2 separate regions of the Bombyx mori genome follow, and region 1 is linked to region 2. Evidence: chromatin contacts called from public Hi-C data. All regions are on one chromosome and are shown on one strand. Each heading gives the region's core, a stretch centred on a gene start, on an enhancer-like site or on the middle of the called end of the contact. The rest is flanking DNA. Distances are from core to core; before and after follow the strand shown.

What was found. A called contact is a pair of places that touch in the nucleus more often than the background predicts.
Region 1: a contact with region 2 is called in a Hi-C map of midgut, with 1.5 times the contacts expected there. The contact joins two enhancer-like sites. A contact is called at or near these places in 2 of 7 Hi-C or Micro-C datasets (midgut and whole pupa).

What each region holds. Positions count from the first base shown.
Region 1 is chr13:8,319,827-8,323,470 of ASM3026992v2, reverse strand. All of the region lies in intron 2 of LOC119629409 (a long non-coding RNA gene), which reads left to right. Among protein-coding and RNA genes, the nearest start is that of LOC119629409, 8.6 kb to the left of the region's middle. Within about 2 kb of position 1,725, at least 8 of the 8 cell types and tissues checked have open chromatin away from gene starts, as enhancers often do.
Region 2 is chr13:8,285,111-8,288,822 of ASM3026992v2, reverse strand. No RefSeq gene overlaps it. Among protein-coding and RNA genes, the nearest start is that of LOC101743032, 12 kb to the right of the region's middle. Within about 2 kb of position 1,807, at least 7 of the 8 cell types and tissues checked have open chromatin away from gene starts, as enhancers often do.

The DNA.
Region 1 (3,644 bases), core at 476-2,975, 35 kb before region 2:
AGGGGTTGAAGTGGTATTGCTTGTAGGTATTTCTTAATCGTTTCCATATGAATGATTAATATGGCAGAAATGCGCATTAAACATAATTTTAAAATAGTTTGGGATTATTGACAAAATTACATGATACTAGTCCAGCCGAAACCAGCTGGTGTGAGAGAAGACAGAAGATAAAATAATATTAATTTTTCATATTTCAAAAAATATTTCTTTATTCGTAACAAAGGAAGCTTAATACAGATTTGAAATATGCGAAATTATTTAAAGCTCTAAGTTTTATTATTTTGATTACAAGTATACATTTATATTTTAATTTAAATCAGCTTTTGTGGATCGTAGTGCCTAGATCCGATCTGTGAATCAGACCGTATGGTTTCAATCCGTTTTTTAATAAATCGATCGAAAAAATCGCAATGAAAATAAAATATTTCAACATTATATCCTTTACAAACAAAAATCTAATTAGAATAAATACGCGGTCCTAGGCTGAAACAACTTTAAGATTAAAATTCAACTTTGCAATTATTAAAAGGTATCTATGACGTATTTAAAAAATGCCGATCTCAAAACAGCAACCCAATGAAATTATAAATGAAATCATAAAATAATTCGTTAATAAATGGGTGATTAGTAATTTCTCATTCTATAGAGCGTAGTATTTTTTAAAAATAATAAATACGCGTTTCTTGATTTCGTGTTATTTTTCAACTATATAGTTGACGCCGCGGCGCCGATAGCAAACGCTGAAGATCAGTAAAAATTTAAAGTATTGTCATTTTATAAGTAAGTCACTATCTGAGTAAATAAATTTATTTATTATAAAAAAAAAGAACACAATATTCCTAACCTAAAAGTACATGTTATTATCCGCAACATGCTTCGTCAGATTACAGAAATAAAGTTATCAGCAACATGCTTCGTCAAAAAGTACAATACTTACTTTCAGCTGCAAGCGTCGTCATGAGTAAATTTCTAAATTTTATTATGTGCATTAAGATCAATGTTTGTCTGTTTGTATTGTATATGTTTCTGTACCATTAATCCGATTGCGAACAAACTTTGTACAGTTGTTGATGTAACGTTAGGGAGGGTTATACAGTTCCTACCAATAACATGTGTGTTGAATGCTTTTAATTTATACAGTGAAGCGCTGAATACTCTTAGTTAAAGTCATTGTTTCATATTAAAACCTGCGTTGATTTGCTATTGAAATATTTTTTTATTGCTTAAATAAGTGGACGAGCTCACCGGCCACCTGGTGTTAAGTGGTTACTGGAGCCCATAGACATCCACAACGTAAATGCGCCACCCAGCTTGAGATATAAGTTCTAAGGTCTCAAGTATAGTTACAACGGCTGCCCCACCCTTCAAACCGAAACGCATTACTGCTTCACGGCAGAAATAAGCAGGGTGGTGGTACGTACCCGTGCGGACTCACAAGAGATCCTACCACCACCATTCGAATAAACAATATCGAATCAATCCATATCGTTGTATTGTACAAACCAAATTAAAATACCAAACGCATTTATCGAAGAATCTGTTACTTAAAGAAGTGGGTGATCAACTAGGTGGCACAAGCGATGCGTTATTCCGTCGCCTCCTCGTGGGATCAGTGTTAAAACAAACACGTGTTTTGAAACGTTTAAATTGAGATATTTTACACTGAAGGGTTGCATGCACATCTCCCGCACGTCGCATTGCTAAACATAGGAAAGTATCGTCTAACCCTCTCGTTACCGCATTATTTAGAAATAATCCCATTTTAATAGGCATTCTTAAAAGAGCCCCTTGTGGCTTTGTTTTTTAACTTCCGGTGCAGAATACAGATCTTTTAAGTCTCAACAAAAAAAACCATTGTTTTAAAATATAAAAAACGTAGAAAAATGGGGCGTGTTTATTGTGAAAAGAACTCTAGGTACGCGTTCGCGTACCAAGGCCTTATGAATCGTAAGAGGTATAACATCGCGATCGTTACGTCATCGCTACCGTATATTTGTTAAGTTTAATTTACGTAGATAATACTGGCTAATCATTAAGCATAAAATGTTTTGTCGTGGTGCTATCAACCAATAGGAGTCTCAGTTCAACTTCCTATATATAATATTTATCCACTAATACCACATAAGATGTCTGATAAGTCAGTATATAAGAGCGTATGTACAGCGTCTTGCTAATTTATTTGCGATATCGGTACGTCGCGATACGGATAGTGGTCACAGTCTAGACTTGCTCCGATTGGCTGTCGGCGCGGGAGGGCGATCCTCCTTCCTCTCACATGATGCGATTCGCGAACCACTACACGCGAAACTTTATCGCGAATCGTGTCGCGTCCTGCGTAAATATACTGTGTTCACGCACACATACAAGACGTATTATATTTTATTATAGCGTTTTGACTGTGTGAGCTTATACTGTACTAGGCGAACATGAATAATCAAATTGGAATAGGATTATCAGTTTCATTTAGCGTTCGATTATTTCAAGAAAAACTTATTTGTGTTTGTCTTTTGAATTTTGTGAGTATTCTTTGAAACTGTCTTTCAATACTCAATACATACATCTATATTATGTAATAGACCGAGAAGATACGCGATCGGTATACCTACTACATTTTTTTAAAACATTATTTCATATTGGCGAACAGATTGGAGTAAAATATAGTGTGCTGTGCTAGTTATTGTAATTTAAAGACACAAATCTATTTATAATTCTTGATATATAAAACAATACTCGAATAAGGTTAGCTCTTTGGGCCGTTGTAGAGTTTGGCAGTAAGAAACGAACTGACAAATACCTAGCCCAGCCATAAGTTCTGTTACAAATGAAAATGCATATTTTTTATAATTAACTAATGTAACCTGTAAATGTAAACATATATATTACATTTACACATATTTATTAAAGACACATAAAAAAAAATCGATTCGAAATGGATATCTTTGGCTGGTCATAAAAATATAGGCCTTTAATCTGTTTGGCCATGAATCTATGGGATTACGCACTGTTTCCAAGGGAAATTTCGCCACTGGTTGCTCCAAAGATTTTAAAAAGACTCAATGTCGCCGTGTCGCTTAGAGCAGGCCATGTCCTTTAAAACTGAACATAATTTGAAGTCTAAAGGGTTGAGGTCTGGGGTAGATGAGGGCCAGTATTCAGCTCTTATAAAGTCCGGAACGTTAGTTTCTAGCCAGGCTTGGATAGTTCATGCCTTGCGACCAGCTGCAGAGTCCTGCTGGAAAGTACGCGGTATAATTTAAAAAAGTGTATTGCTGAAAGGTTTCACAACATAATCCAAGACTGTATCTTGATACACTTTGGCTGAAGTTTTCACCCCTTTTTCACAAAAAAAAAAATGGTTTTGTGACTCCTCGATACGACACGCCCCACCAAACCATCAGTGACGCAGGATGATGACCACGTTGTACCTTTCCGACCACTTGAGCAGCTTCTTTAGAAATGTGAGCGTATGTAGGTATACTTTATTATTTTTCTTATTGTAGTGATCTTCAATCGTGAAAACTTTTTCATCGGTAAAGAGGATATTTCTGTGCCTTTCACCTGGGTATCGCGACAGAAGGCGTTTTGATCGATCCACTCTCTTTAATTGTAAAGATTGATTTAGAGTATGTCCTGTGTATCAACGA
Region 2 (3,712 bases), core at 558-3,057:
AAACTGCCACTAATTTATGTGAAGAATAAGGTTTGTGCGAAGGTTCATGCTATCAACACACATTAAACCTATCTACTGATTCAGTTATACCAGTTTTTCCACCTTTCCATGTACTTATATACATTTATATAACATTAAAATATCCACATATTAGCGTTAAAACCTTGGCCTCAAAATCATCGAATAGCCTCGTTGGCATGTTGTTCAATAATCTGTTTAAGTTAAAAATATCGCAACCATTTTTTTTTAAATTATTGGATTCGTTTTTCTCGTCTAATACATTTTTAATGATATATTTTATTACCTAGTGATTACTGTTGTAATTACTCGACTGTCATAGTGATGATCGATATTTAAAAATTAAATAATAAAATTATCTTTCTTACTCAATTTTGTTTGTAGGAGACGACGTATAACGAGTAAGTACTAGGATAGCAGACGTTTAAGATTTACCCAAGTGTGCGAATTGTGTATGTGTGTTATGTACCGCAAATTGGAAACGCCTTCACATGAACCGGTTGCCAAAATGAATCATTGTTAGCGGAAGCATATTATATTCAATCTACTATGTAAACTTTTTTGAGTAGTAGTGTGTTGTGTAGTATAAATATAAAATCAACCTCCTCAGACTTATGACGTCCTCGCAATCATTTGCTCAATTATTTAAATGTCAAAATTCTATAAGTAATTTTGTGTAAGAATCGACAAGTGACGCACACAGATGAAGATTTGTTTCGTATATGTGACTGAAACAACCTTCAAATAGACGTAGATAAATTAATAAAACAGTTTATTTACCTTAATACACTATTTTATCGCTGAAGGTCTTTCGTTTAGCACTTTGGACATCAATATAATATTCCACTAAATGTTAAATAAATAATAAACAACTTTTTATTGTGAAGTTAAACTCTTTTTTGACATTTGCGGTTCATTGACATAAAACTGTGTTTTTCTAATGAGGAAAACCTTCAAATTTTGTTTTGTTAAATGTTATTATTTATACAACGTAACGTAAAGCGAAAACATTTATACCTAAAAAATATTAAGTACCTAATTGGTTTCAGTTCAAAAGACCCTATAGATTTAAGACTTATATGAAGATACCTTTTTTCATTTATGATATCCTAGTACTAGTTCGCGAATAAGGTTGCGAAAATTTAGTTTTAATTTAATTCAAGCAGGTAATTTACGGACATGCTCTTCTTCGTTGTAGAATACAGCATTAAATGACTAAAGTGAACAAGACTTGTCATTTTTATGATCTTTTGCAAAAATGAATTATTGCAATAATTAATCTACTTGAAATTTTGATAAAGATTTTTACAAACCATCTCTCAGTGATTATGTTGTCCTAGTACAATTGTGCGAATTTTACGTTACTTCATGCCGTTGTATTTGCAAAAAACGAAATGAAAAAAAGCACGCGCCATCTCTTTAGATTCGTCATTGTTATGTCATCATTACGCTGACTGCACCACAAAAGTGGACGTCGCATTATTTTGTATGAAGCTGCATTCCTTTCTAGGTCGGGGAAGCCCATTCATTCAAGATATTCTTGCGTCGACTGTGCGAATTTTACACTAGACATGTTTTGTCCTTGTCAGTGAATATTAAATACGCAAGCAGTTTTTGTGTCTCATTTTTATGTTTATGGTCGCGTTATAATCATTTGAATTGGCATTACGTCTCATTATGTGCTAACTTTTTGGTATCCAAACTATTTTGTGTAACAAAAATGAAATCACCAGTCACAGAGATAACGAGTGTGAAAGTCCATAGGAATAGTTATTCGAGCAAATTTATGTGTAGTATCAACAGGACAGTGTGTTATCGCGGCATTGGATCCCGTTATCTGGTATAGTACGCATTTTATCTGTGCGAGCGAATCGTGCGTGTGCATGGCGTTTCGCGCGATACGCACTACGGCTAGTCGCACGTTCCCAAATCTGTTGCACAAAAATTTGGACTTTCGCAAACAATTTATCAATTATTTATAGTATCCCCAATACGTGAGTTATATTGTGAAATATATTGTGCGTTACGCACACACAAAACTGTGATGATAGCACGCATTGTTGCACATTGACTAATTTAGTATGTTTGTTGATATGGAGTGCTATTTTAGTTCTTTAAAACAAATTACGTTGAGTCATATTAAAAAGAAACTACATTTTTTGTTCAATAATTTAAAACAAAACCTTTTAGCGAAATGTGTATTTGTTTCTAAGAGTCAATTTTGTCACATTGTAGGTAGCTAATCATGAAGTATATGATGCAATTATTGACAAGTTGCGAGTGACTGCTATAATGTAATTACTAGAATATTGCATAGGTATTAGAAAATACGCAGTAACGTATCAATAACATAATAATAGGCAACAAAAAAAAGTTTATGAAAACATTTGAGTTGTTCCCTCTATCGGTATAGTTTTTAGAATACCTAGTATTAATAAATATTGTTGCTGATTATTCGATAGGGTCATGATTCTGATGAGTTCTTAGAATGCTAAGGTGTCGTCGTAAGAAATCGTCTTATTCACGTAATGTCCGATATATTGAATACATTTTATATATTGTAAATTTCAGACGACATACCTACTACTAAATTTAGTGCGCCGTACTCATCATACACGACAGTTTTAAAATAAGTAAAACGATAATCTTTGCATTTTTTTGACAAGTGAAAAATGCGGATTTCTGATGCGAATCTGTTTTCGTCTCAGACGCCGGAAGCTGCCTCACGCAGAATTCAAACCACAGAAGAAGTTCGATGAGATGCTATTGGTTAGCCCATAGCATCAGTTCTCAGCGAGTCGAAATTCCGATCCGGTGGTAGATATACTCGCGAAACGGCTGCTCTTGATTCTTAGAGTTCGAGTGTACTCGGGCAATTCTCAGCAAACCTCCCGGTTGGGACCTCGTCCGCTGCTAGGACCTTTTTTTTTAAGTATTGAAGTATTACTGGTGGCCCGGAGGCCTTTCCAGTTTCACCAGGTCAGGTGGGCGAGCAAAGGCTCGGCCAGGAGGGGTGGGATTTGTAACAGCTGCCCGAGCGCCTCTGAAGGAGACCTAGCAATTCAAGAGCAACTGCTTCGTGAATGAATCTACTATCAGAACGGAATCGCGATCTGCTGAGAAGATCCGGCGAGAAATTCAGCGAGCTGATGCATGGGTTAGGTTGCACATCGACCTCTTTGTCGAGTTCGACAGGTACGTTTACCGGGGTTCCTCAGCCTGCTCCTAGTGTTAGAGCTGAAGGTATCTAGTTCAAGAATTATTGGATCTGATGGATCCGTAAGGACGAGTGGTAGGACCTTGAGGCTGCCGGAATTGCCTTCTCCCTAAAAAATACATATATATTGCCATCCATATCATGTCTACAACTATGCTTGTGCCTATAAAATTTAATAAACGCTTCCAACTTTCATCGCTAATATGTTATTTAGTAGCTTATCAAAATATTAAGCAAACAATTTATTATAAAAGTCGACGCCTAGCCAGTACTAAGGAATCAACCTCGGCGAATTGGTTCTAGTTAAAGATAATGTTATCGTTTCTTGGAAATGCACCACGATAGCGTCTGATAACAAAATGACAAATTGCAATAATAGACGCAAAATATTCCGACGAACGAAAGAATGTGACAATCGAATAGAAAATAGGCTTCACAGAGATTGGCACGTTTAAATATTATTTAAATAACGAAATT